2 separate regions of the Mus musculus genome follow, and region 2 is linked to region 1. The links are chromatin contacts, called in public Hi-C maps. All regions are on one chromosome and are shown on one strand. Each heading gives the region's core, a stretch centred on a gene start, on an enhancer-like site or on the middle of the called end of the contact. The rest is flanking DNA. Distances are from core to core; before and after follow the strand shown.

Region 1 (6,058 bases), core at 1,813-4,312:
CCAAGCTTCTCCCAGAGTGACCTCCATCACCAAGCCTCAAACCAAACAAACAGAAACGGAAACCTATTTAAAGACATCCTTTCTGCCACTCCTAATCCACAGCCTGCTGCTAACTGGTGGAGGGGCATCCCTGCCTGCTCCCAGAGCAACACTGGAATACCCAGCTATTTCTCACCTGCTTCCTAGCAGTGTGGGACACCCAGTCCTCTCTGAGTGAACAGAACCCAGACGGTCTGCGGCTCAAACGTAGGAGATGTGAGGGTAGATTGGGGATTTCTTTTCGCTTGTATTGGTTTTGTTTGAGGCAGTCTCACTATGGAAGCTAAGATGGAACTTAACTAGGCAGCCCGAGATGGCTTCCAATTTTGCCTCTTCCTGCCTGAGCCTCACAGTGAGTGCTAGGATTTCAGGTGTGCTCTACCTCAGCCAAGCACAGATGAGCTTTTTGGAGTTGACTTCATCCGTAGTTTCTTGGTTCCTGTTGAGAACATCCAAGGCCACTGTCTGTGAATCTCAAGGTTTATTCCAAACTGCACAATCCAAGAAGTCAAGGCCAAGTTTATACATTCTCCCTCCTGAGGCTCTCCGGAGGGGTTAAAGGCATAGCTCTGAGGTCTGTGTGGCTGGAGGAACTAAAGACTCTAGAGAGAGACTTCAACTGCCCTCCCACCCTCGGGTGAGTCCTCTGATAATATTAACACAGAGCTTCCTGCTACCTCTGAAGTGGGTCCCTGAACTTGGGAGGCCTGGAACACATGATGCAAACAAGGGTGTGCCTGTCTCTTGCTGCAGAGTGCCTTGCCATAGCTCCGGTGAGTGTGAGAGGATGTGGGTCAGAGGCCTCTCCAGACTGTGGTGCAAGAAGCCTCCTGTAACACAGGTCCTGCCTACACTAGCCAGCCGACTGAGCAGAACTCAGCCACTCACAGAGGCAGCACAGGAGAGCTGTGTGTGTGTGTGTGTGTGTGTGTGTGTGTGTGTGTCCGTCCACAAACACTTTAGTTTGCTCTTCTTTTCTCCCCATGAATCTGGCCCCACTTGTGACTATTAACACCTGCTTTCAGGTCGCCAGAACAAGAATAAAACTGCAGCACAGCCACGCGTACCCTGGTCTTGTCGCCTTCCTTTTAAAGGCTGAAAATTCCAGGGAAAGGGAGAGAAAGTTGGTTTTTAAACTCGGTTCACATTTTAAAAAATAAAAATAAAAACACGTTTCTGGAGTCGAAATAACATCTTTCATAGTTAACCAAATTAACTTGTGCATTTATATCCTCGATACTATATAATTTGCAGTAAATGTTAAAATTTCCCAAATTGTCCCTAAAAATGCTCTTTATAGTGAGATTGTGGGAAGTAGTATCCAGTATAAGACCATACAATGTGCCTGCTTTTTATAGACCTGAAACCTTCATGTCTTTCTCAAGCCACTAAACTCCTCTTAGTCATGTTCTGACTCCTTGAAGACGGGGTCACCTGTCCCAAAGGATGCCAGGTCACTTGGTTGTGTCCAGCACTTTTTCTACTGATTTTCTGCAAGCTGGAAGTTGTATCTCCGTATCCAGATTAAATATTCTGAGGTGTTAGGATTTTAAGCTTTTAGACAGGATCTTATTACCCCACGCTGGGGAAACTCACCATACAGCCAAGGTTGAACTTGAATGTCTGATCCTCCTGCCTCCACCTCCTGAGAGCTAGGATTACAGGTGTGCTTGTTACTCCTGGTTTCTAGTGACGAAGCCTCATCCTCAGCCACTCTAAGAAAAAGTGCTACACAGAAGAGTTGACTTCTGTAAATGATGAACACCTAAGTCACATAGAGTGTCACGCATGCATATACTGCTCAGTGAGACTACATTCATCTTCCTCCTGGGAAACACAGATCCCACTCTGTGTCACACAGAGAGGGGGCTACTTGTAACTGTGTGTAGAATATGGCAATTTGGGAGAAATCTATACAAAAGCTACCAGGATATTTAAAGCCATCACCAAGTGTCCTCCTGCTTTTTCTTTGACTCAGCTCTCTCTCTTTCTCTCTCTGTGTGTGTGTGTGTGTGTGTGTGTGTGTGTGTGTATGTGTGTCATGCCTGCTTGCCTGTCTGCCTGCCTGTCAGTCTGTTGTGTATGTGTGTCCATCTACTTGTGTCTGCTTATATCTATGTGTCTGTGTGTGTATCTATATCTGCCTACTTACCTGTCTGTCAGTCTGTTTGTGTGTGTGTGACTATCTACTTATGTGTGTGTCTGCCTACTTGTGTCTATGTTTCTGTCTTCTTGGAACTGCTTGTGTGTATGTGTGTGTCTGTATGTGTGTGTCTGTGTAGATATTTGTGTGTCTGTCTGCTTGTGTGTCTCTGTGTGTACCTGCTTGTGTGTGTGTATTTGTCTGTGTGTGTCTGCTTTTGTGTGTGTATTTGTCTGTGTGTGTCTGCTTTTGTGTGTGTGTCTGCTTGAGTGTCTCTGTGTGTGTGTGTGTGTGTGTGTGTATTTGTGTATGTGTGCCTGTGTTAGGAGGTGTGCTCATGAACCTTTTTTTTTTTTTTTTTAGTACTGGAGATTGAAACACATGCTAAGATACTAGTCTGCTGTGAGCTACAGCCCCAGCCTTAGGGTCTACTTTTTGACCCTCAGCCTTAACTCTACTCTTAGTATGCTCCTGGGCCAACCTTTCTGGTGACCACAAACCTGTGACAGATCCAGATGGGAGAGAACAAAGATAGGTGAGGCCGGATTCTCCAGGTCTTCAACAGCTATGAATGCCTTTCCTCTTTGGGTGGTGCTGGGGACAAAACCCAGGACCGTGTACACGCTGAGCACACGCTCTGCCACTGAGCCACACACATGGCCTCAATAGCCTCTAATTGAACCTGAAGCTTATTATGAACCCAGTTGGAAACATTTGCCCAGGTTTTAGGGAGCAAACACTCTGTTCTGTGAGCTTGTATCTAATACACATCACCTTAGTGACCTGCTCACGCCACCGAAGCTCAGCACCTTGGAATACAAAGGCTGGAAACCCCCTTTGTTTTCCAGTGTGTGGGGCACGAGCCTCTGACTCATCCTGGAGCCCAGCCAGCCTCTGAGTGCTGCAGGGTGAGCAGGGAACCGGGCAATGCCGGAGTCCCCAAGCACAAGGATCTTCCGACCAAACGAAGCTTCGAAAGCAAACAAATAAATAAAGGGGGTGGAGGCAGGTGCAGGGACACTTGGGACGTACTCACGTCAGCTAAAAGGCAAGGGCAATGCCAGCGGGCGGGCGGGCAGGCGCTGTGCGTGTGCCTGAACGCCTGTAGAACATCTTTGCTTGTGACCTTGGGGGTGACTGTGAGCAAGGTGCTTGTCCTGCCAGCATGAGGACCTGCGTTTGGATCTCTCACAAAAAGCCAACGAGGTGGCCCATGCGTATAAATCCCAGGGCTGGCCAAGCAGAAAGAGTAGGCTCTTTGGGGGCTTGCTTGCTAACCACCTACTTCAGCCTATCCGTGAGCTCCAGGTTTGGTGAACAGCCTCGTCTCAAAGAATCCGCCGAAAGGGCTGGAGAGATGGCTCAGGAGTTAAGAGCACTTGCTGGTCTTCCAAAGGGGTTCAGTTTCTTTCCCCCACATCTGGGTGCTCACAACCTCCTGTGGCTCCAGCTTCAGAGGGTTCGGTGCCCTCTCCTGGCCTCTAAAATTGCTACACCTCTGTCTCTCTGTCTCTCTCTCTTTCTCTCTGACTCACTCTCTCTCTCTCTCTCTCTCTCTCTCTCTGTGTGTGTGTGTGTGTGTGTGTGTGTGTGTGTGTGTGTGTGTGTGTGTGTGTGTTTTAGGAAATGGTCTCTTCTCAACCAAGCTGGCCTTGAACTCACTAACTGACCAAGAATGGCATTGACCTTCCTGCCTTCACCTCTAGAGACTAAACCCGAGGTTTTGTGCAAGCTGGCAAATACTCTACCAATTGAGCTATTATATCCTCAGCCCCCTGGGAGTCCTGGAGATACTTCCTTTAACTTGTTTCTGACACAGAAGTAGAGTTGGGGCAGCTAACCTCATTCATGTCCCTGTAGGAAAGGAACAGGAAAGTTACCTCCATATCAGCTGCCTCAGCTCGATGAGGAAGAGATACCAGATATATATAGGCCTATTACCAAAAACCAGAATGGCAGGTCAGCTATTTAGGGCTTCTTAAGGTGTGCATTAGTCATAAGGCTGGCTGGCACGTGTCTGGGACAAACCAATTCAACAGGAAATTGATCCCATTGCAGTACAATGGGCGTATTCGGAAGCAGGTGTACTACACACAAATGATCTCTGGAAATTGGGGGAGGGTGGTTTTTCTTCCCAAGGCAGAGTGAAGAATCGGGGCAGGGTGGCACAAGCCTATAATCCTAGCATTTAGGAGATGGAGGCAGGAGGACCAGGAATTCAAGGCCAGTCTTGGCTACATAGTGAACTGGAGGCCAGCCTGGCCTACATGAGACCTTGTCTCAAAAAACAGAGAGTGTTGGTCCAGAGACATGGCTCAGTGGTTAAGAGCACTCACTGGCTGCTCTTCTAGAGGTCCTGAGTTCAATTCCCAGCAACCACATGGTAGCTCACAACCATCTGTAATGGGATCTGATGCCCTCTTCTGGTGTGTCTGAAGACAGCTACGGTGTACTCACATACATAAAATAAATAAATCTAAAAACAAACAAACCACAGAAAGTGAAAGAATAATGACTTAACATTGTCTTTTTCCTTTGAGACAGGGTCTCACTGTGTTGCCTAGGCTGGCCTTGAACTCCTGAACTAAGATGCTCTTCCCAGCCCTAGCCTCCAGAGTAGCTGGGATTGTAGGTGTGACCCACCACCCTCAGATTTGGTACAAAAATATCAAGCAAGTATGCTATCTCCACAAACCTCCCTCAGCCTGTGTGCGGGACTAGGACATCATGCTAGTTTCTTCCCAGTTAGTGGTCATTGTATTTACCCTTAAGAGAAAAGCAGGGAATGGCTTTGGTTCAAAAGAAATAATCATAAAACTAATTCTGATTACAACATGATATGACCTTTTAACTCGCAGTGCTCTCTTTCTCTCCCTCTCTCTCTCTCTCTCTCTCTCTCTCTGTGTGTGTGTGTGTGTGTGTGTGTGTGTGTGTGTGTGTGTGGCATGCAGATGCCAACAGAGACCAGAAGAGATCATTGGATCCCCTGGAGCTGGAGTTAACATGGCTGTGAGCCATGTGGCTTGGGTGTTGGGAACCTAACTGCTCTGCCAGTCCAGGCCCTGGCTCTTTCGATGTAGCCCTGGCTGCTGCCCTGAGATCTTAACTCCTTCTGCCTCCACCTCTCCCCTAGCTGAAGTTTCAGGCCTGTGCCACCACACTCTGCCTGTTAAAGGCCTTTCAGAAAACACCCTATTCAAGAGTCTAAATCAAGCCGGGCGTGATGGTACACACCTTTAATCCCAGCACTCAGGAAACAGAGGCAAGCGGATCTCTGGGGATTCAAGGCCAAGCTGTGGCTACCGCACAGAGAAACCCTGTCTTGGAAAACAAACAAAAGAGTCATATTTTTTCAGCAATGAATTATGTTTGGAGTTCACCACTGGTCTAAGAACAAGCTGAGCCCTCAGAAATCTTTCAGACGGGACAAGCTGAGGGCTGGCTTCTGTATGAGAGCTAGTGTCTGTCCATTCTCAGTACCCTCCAGGAAGCCCCTCAGGCTGGAGGGGAGGAGAGCTGTTTCCAGATTCCCAAGTCCTCTCAGCCACAGGCTGGCTGCCTTCTTTATGACTCCATTCCTGTCTGCCCACTCCCCCGGCTTCCTGCCTACTCAGCCTTCTCCCCAGCTGTGTTTTATCTGATAGCTTGTTAGAAATGCAGCCCAAAGTCATAGGACTCCTATGACCAGAGGCTACATGGCTACTGAACCTTTGAATCTGTCACTTAGGTCCCCTGTTCATTCCTTCAACAGCATGAAGTGACTCATTTGTCAGAACCCATAACAGAGTTCAGCTACTTTGGCTTTTATTTTAAAGTTTATGCAATATTTATATACAATTTTAAATATCATTACTATATAAAATATATATCATATAA
Region 2 (6,058 bases), core at 1,620-4,119, 44 kb after region 1:
TGCCAGAAGAGAGCATCAGGTCCCTTTATAGGTGGTCATGTGATTGCTGGGGATTGACTCCTGTCCTCTGGAAGAGCACCCAGTGCTCTTAACTACTAAGCTATCTCTCCAGCCCTAGAATTACTTTTGCTATCTAGAGTTTCATAACATTTTCAACTGGTTAACCATAACGTTTGCAGAATTAAAGACCTTCATGTTTTAGTGACCACTCTCTGGACTCCTGGCCTCTTCTTCATCCATGGCTAAGTTCTTGCCTGTGTCTTCTTTGTCTTCATATCCCTTTCTTCCAGCAATGGGATCTCAATACAGATAACCGTTCTACCATGGAACTCATCTCCAGCCCTTTCATAATACGTTCTGTTTTGGTTTTTAAGATAGAATCTCAGCTGGGTGAAGTGGCACACGCCTTTAATCCCAGTACTCTGGAGGCAGAGGCAGGCAGAGTTCTGTCAGAGGTCAGCTTTGCCAGGTCTACAAAGGAGGTTCCAGGACAGTCAGAACTACACAGTGAGATCCTCTCTTGAAAAACAAAGCACAAAACCAAACCAAACCAAAAAACCTAGAATCTCACTCTGTGGCCTTGGTTGACCTGGAATTCATTGTGTGGTTCAGGGTGGTTAAGGCTAGGAACAAACTTACAACAATCCTCCTGTCTCAACCCCAGAATGCTAGGATTACAAGTATTCTCTGAATGTGTTCTATTTCTGCATGTAATTATATTTATTATTGTGAAGGGTGTGTGTGTGTGTGTGTGTGTGTGTGTGTAGGCCAGAGAACAACTTGGGGGAGTCAGTCTTTTCTTCCACCATGTAGGCCTAGAGCTGGGTTGGTTGAACTCAGACCTCTAGGTTTGGCAGCAAGCACATTTTACCACCTAAGCCATTTTGTCAGCCCATTTTTTCTGTTCTTTATATGTCTAACAAAATAAGCCTGGGATAGGGGGTGATGGGTCACACCTCTTGTTGTGTCTTCATCTATATTCCACAACATTCTACATATTCTACAATAGCTGTTGTCTGACTCCAGATGTTGTGCTAAATTAAGTATTGCGGACTATCTATGACTGTTCTGTATATCTTCCATTACCAAGGTTAACCAGGAAGTGATCTCAAAACAAATCAAACTTTTGCCCCGTTTTTAAACCACATAAGACCTTATTAAATAGTACCCATGGGAAGTCTACCAGGAGTTAATGTTTGTAGCCATCACTATATCAACAAAGTCTTCCCATTGTCCAAAGGCCTACTTCCCACTGCCAGAACATCCCAGTGACTATAGTATTCGTTTGCTCAAACTAGCTTTGGAGCTAAAGTTAATAACTTCAGTTGTATACTTTATTTTATTGTACATGTCTAATCATCTAGAAAATATCACCTTTTCACAACCTAAATTTCATATATTTGATCTGAAGCAAACAAGTGATGATAATGATAATGACAATGACCATGGCTGGAGAGATGGCTCTGCAGTGAAAAGAGTTTGTAGAGGACCTGTATTCTGTCCCCAGCTTACAACTCTAGTGCCAGGAGATCCGACGCCCTCTTCTGGCTTTTAGATGAACTGCATGCATGTAGTACACAGATAAACACACAACTACCCATACATATAAGTACCGTTATTTTATTTTTAGGGTCTTGTGCATGCTAGGCAAGCACTTTACCACTGATCAGTAGTCCAAGCCTCACACATACATGAAAAATAAAATCTTTACATTATCATCATCATCATCAACAACAATAAATAAAATTGCCAATCTTGTGCTTTACAAAAACTGTGGGTTAAAAAAATAACCCTCTAAAAATGTAGAAACGGAAAACTATAGAGAGAGTCGACCACAGATGATCTTAGTCCTTCCTGTTGTGATTCTCATATGCAAAAAGAAAAAAAAAAGGTTCTTAAAAAAGCATGTTTTTTTCCCAATGAAACTAGACCCTTGCAATTTTGTACTTCTTCATTTGGGTTTGCCTATAAACTGAGTGGCTAATAGCTGCAACCCTTGTTGCTTTTTTTAGCTACAGCAATTCTTGACATCTGTTTGTGTTTAAATGATGACACAACATCAGAACACGCCGTGTCATCGTGTCACATTGTTATAGCACAACAAGAAAATTACAGCTCCCCAACAATAACATGGTGTCAGAAGTGTCCGCTTGGCGGTGAGTCAGTGCTCTAGAAGTTACAAGCTATTTTTAGCTCATCCAGTGCTTCTGAAGCTTGGGTTCTTAAGTCCTAGAGATGCAGAAAATCTAGGGGTGCAGTGGGAACAGGCCTTCCTTGGTTTCCAAGTACCCTTCTCTGGAAGGTATGGCTCCCCACCTTCCTGTCCTGGCCACATCAAACACGGATTCCATTGGGAAATTGCATGCATTTAAGGCTGGATTCCCAGTTCTTTTGCGCCAGGCCAGCATCCCTGTGGAGGAGTAGAAACTATAATTATCTTCCCGTCTGGGGTAAGCCCTAGGTTGACATCTCCCAGGTGACCCCAATGCACCCGGAGCGCAGTTCCTTGGCTGCTTAGGCGCGCGGTGCAGGCAGTCCCTGCGGGTCCCTGGGTCCTCTGAGACCCTTATCCGGGAAGACCGGTCCCCAATCTCCAACTCCAGGACGCGCGGCGGCGTTGCCATAACAACCGGCGCGCGCAGCCTCAGCGGAGGAAGTGACGAGAGTGGGTTGGCTGTTGTTGGGACACGTGACCAGGGTAGTGTTTTGACAGGGCAAACAGTGAGAGAAAGAGTAAAGAGCGAGCGAGCGAGGCGGGCAGGCAGCGGGGACGGTGGATGCGCGGGCGCAGCGTCTCGGCGTCTCGGCGTCTCGGCGGCCGCGGGGTAGATGCGCGCTGCGCTCGGGGAGGCGTGGCTCGGAGCACGGAGTGTGATGTGAGCGGCCGGGCGGCCGCAGAGAGCAGTGCCGGGAGGAGGAGCGAGGGGTCCCGGAGGGCGGCGAGCGGGCGGGCCATGGGAGCCGTTCCCGGGTGGGTTGAGCCACGCGTGGGTCGGCGCGGCTGAGGACATGCCCAGACTCTGCTGCTGACCGGCTCCGGCTGGAACCCGGCTACTGAAGCCTCGGAGGGGCTAGCCAGAGGGGATCCCCCGCAGGTGAGGCCCGGGGGGCTGCGGGGGCTGCTGCGCCCGAGCCCCTGCGGGGGTGCCTCGGTGCCCAGAGGCTACTGGACCGAGGGCTGCCTTAGCTCCTGTGGCCCGACTCTTCCTCCTCTGTGCCTGTACCTCCAGGGCATAAATAGATCCTGCTGGTGCTTCCGAGACGCTGTGTCAGAGGAGGACACCTTGGCCTGGAGAGCCCAGGGGCGGGGAACAGGGGTGCTAGGCCCGAGGACGCCGGGGGAGGCGGTGCGCAGACTTGAGCTGCTTTTTTTCGCCTTTCCTTCAGACCTGCCCAGGGTTCTGTCACCGCAGGTCTGCACCAGGAAGAGGCCCAACTTAGTAGTTTTCTTGCAAGATCCGGGGGAATTAAGACCCGTCTTTCTTTTTCTTTCTTATTTTTTTTTTTTTATGTTTATTTTGCTCTCTTAGCGTTTGGAAAACGAAGCAGAAGCCGTTGAGTCAGCCGTGTGCCGGTTGGAAGAACCCACACCTGTGTTTTACAGCACTTTGGGTGGAAATTGGATGCCAAAATGAAGCCAGACCGAGGTAAATGATTTATTTAAGTAGAGCTTGAGTTGTGTTTTGTTTCTCTGTCTCCTTCGGTGTTAACCTAATTTTCCGCAGGATCAACCATTCCTGTGTCAGACGTGACGAACTGTCTCTCTGAAGATACCAGACGCTGAGGGGAAAAAAAAGATGGACTTATGGAGTAGGTGGTTAAAGTCAGATGGGAAGGACCTGTTCTTAGAGAGTGTTTAGCAGGATGAAGGGGTCAAAGGAAGTGTTTGTTAGTGGCCACAGGCTTAGTATCCTTTTTAGTTGCAGTTCTTCAATTTTTTTAGGTGAAGTCAATCCAACTTCAGAAAAGTTTGTCAACTTTTGAAACTTGAGTTTGAACTTGATAAAAAGTAATATTTGTAGCCATTTGCATTTCATTCGCTGTTTGTTTGGGGTTTTTTTGGTGTGTTTTGTTTGTTTGTTGTTTGTTTTATAGATAGGGTTTTGTCAAGTTGTCTAGGCTGGCACAGGTCTTACCATGTAACCCAGGTAGGCCCAGAAGTCCCTAAGGATCCTTTTGCCTTCACCTGAAAAGCAGCATTACAGGCAATGTACCACTGTGGCCCCTCATTAGTTTTATGCTCTAAGGGAATTCCAATTGTTTTCAGAGTTCCCCAGCTTGAGTCTGTTATAGACAACTAGGGCCCAACTTTTCATTCTAAATCTGTATTTTCTACAGGTTTCAGATCTAAACCCTGAGGCTCTTTGTAGCCTTGGCTGTCCTGGAGTTCTGTTTGTAGTCAAGACTGACCTTGAACACACAGATCTGTCTGCCTCTGACTCCCAAGTGCAGTGATCAAAGCCTCGGGCTGTTAAGCCCGGTTCTAAGCCCATATTTTCAAGACTTAGAGAAGAATGTACATATCTTATTCCTCTCCCAACCCTGGCATGTGTTTTGATTGAAAAACAAAGGTTGTCACAAGCCCAGGAGATGGCTCAGTGGGTAAAGGTGCCACCAAGCCTGATCTGAGTTCGAACCCTAGAACCTACAAGATCCGAGAGAATCGACTGCTGAAAGTTGACCTCTGACCTCAGCCCATGCACATTTGCACACAGTGTACACAGAGACCCAATAACTAAATATTTTTAAAATAAATAAGAAATATCTTGAAAAGAATAAAAGGGTGTCACTACTACCCCAGTCTAGCCTACAGCTAGGATCCCCCCGCCTCAGTCTCCTAGGTGCAGAGATTACAGGCATACAGCACCACGCCAGCCTCATTTTGCTTTTCAAGGACATCAAAAGAACGTGTTCATCAACTTCTGATTAAGAATAAGGACAGCTCTGAGGGCTGTTTGATATGGTAGTGGTTTAGGAGTGAGGACTTCTTTGATGTGAGTTTGATTCCAAGGAATTGTACAGCAGGTATTGGCGCGTTTGGAAGGAAGGACTAGACAACAGCACTCATCCAAATCTGGGGTTTCAGGATTGGAAATAGTGATTTATCCACCGAGGTGGATTTACAAGAACCTATGCAAATATATATATATGAAAATTGTTATTTTCATATATATGCATATTATACATATATATTTCAAAGTGATTAGAAATACAACTTGTCTAGAACAATACAGCTTTTGGTCATAATAGCTATTAAAATATACTAGGGAGGAGTAGGAGACAGCTATATTTAATTTCAGACTTCAAATTAGTCTTGAATGCTTTACTGTTAAGTAAAATAGGTTTGTGGTTAATGCCTGCTGAAGTGTCATCGAGTGCATCGCTCCTGAGAGGACTGCTGTGGACCATGCTAAGTTTAGATTTTTAGATTACATCAGTGACTGGAAAAACTAGCTCCGAGGTCAGAAGCTGCATCTCAGAATAAACAAGCAAATGAAATCAAAGTCACTGTTTGTCTTGGATTATTGTTAAAAAGTCGCTTTAAAGCCGCAGTAGTGGAAAAACTAGCATTTACAGCAGAGACTCTAGACAAGTTGTTTTATCTCAGGTGGGACTGTAACTAAGCAATACAAGGTTTAGTCATAGATGGATCCAAGTTAGTAAGGAAAATAACCCACTTGTCAAGATTCCCAGGGGAGTGAGTTTCTTAACCCCCTTTATCGTTCTCAGGGAGAAGTGGAGTGATCCCAAGGCCAGGGTTGAGCTTTTATCCCATAAAAGCATTAACTGTCTGGTTCATGGATATTTTGGGGGGAGGGGAAACAAGATTCAGAATAATTACAAATTCTTACTTAAACTACTACAGAAACACTAAAGTAAGTTTTTCACAGATTTTTTTTTTCCATTACTATGTACAGCATGCTCTAGTATGGCTTTCTTTAGCCCAGGCTTGCTTTGTAGCTGAGGCATTGAACTCCTGATTCTCTTGCCTCCATTGGGCAAGTGCTGCCTTTTATTCTAGTAAAAAGAAAGAGAGGCTGGGGAACTGGCTCTGCAG

What was found. Hi-C and Micro-C count contacts between places; a contact is called where the count stands out from the background.
Region 2: a Hi-C map of Sertoli cells shows a contact between it and region 1, with 6 times the contacts expected there. The contact joins the promoter of Fam214a here to the enhancer-like site in region 1. A contact is called at or near these places in 18 of 39 promoter capture datasets (the 3T3-L1 cell line, 3T3-L1-derived adipocytes, the C10 cell line and 11 more), 5 of 15 datasets of contacts at CTCF or cohesin (the NIH/3T3 cell line, embryonic stem cells, large pre-B cells and 1 more), 137 of 484 Hi-C or Micro-C datasets (2-cell embryo, 3T3-L1-derived adipocytes, 8-cell embryo and 77 more), 31 of 115 datasets of contacts at active chromatin or transcription factors (the 230-238 cell line, the SCID.adh cell line, astrocytes and 20 more) and 5 of 9 other capture datasets (adipose tissue, bone marrow-derived macrophages, embryonic stem cells and 2 more).

What each region holds. Positions count from the first base shown.
Region 1 is chr9:74,906,364-74,912,421 of GRCm38.p6, forward strand. No RefSeq gene overlaps it. Among named protein-coding and RNA genes, the nearest start is that of Gm38678, 44 kb to the left of the region's middle. Within about 2 kb of position 3,063, at least 81 of the 459 cell types and tissues checked have an H3K27ac peak or open chromatin away from gene starts, as enhancers often do. A contact at or near this core is called in 8-cell embryo, the AML12 cell line, the AtT-20 cell line and 16 more, where this site is marked.
Region 2 is chr9:74,950,184-74,956,241 of GRCm38.p6, forward strand. Fam214a (family with sequence similarity 214, member A) reads left to right here and starts at 2,870. Exons shown (of 13, transcript NM_001113283.1): 1 at 2,870-3,095; 2 at 3,531-3,647. The coding sequence starts at 3,632.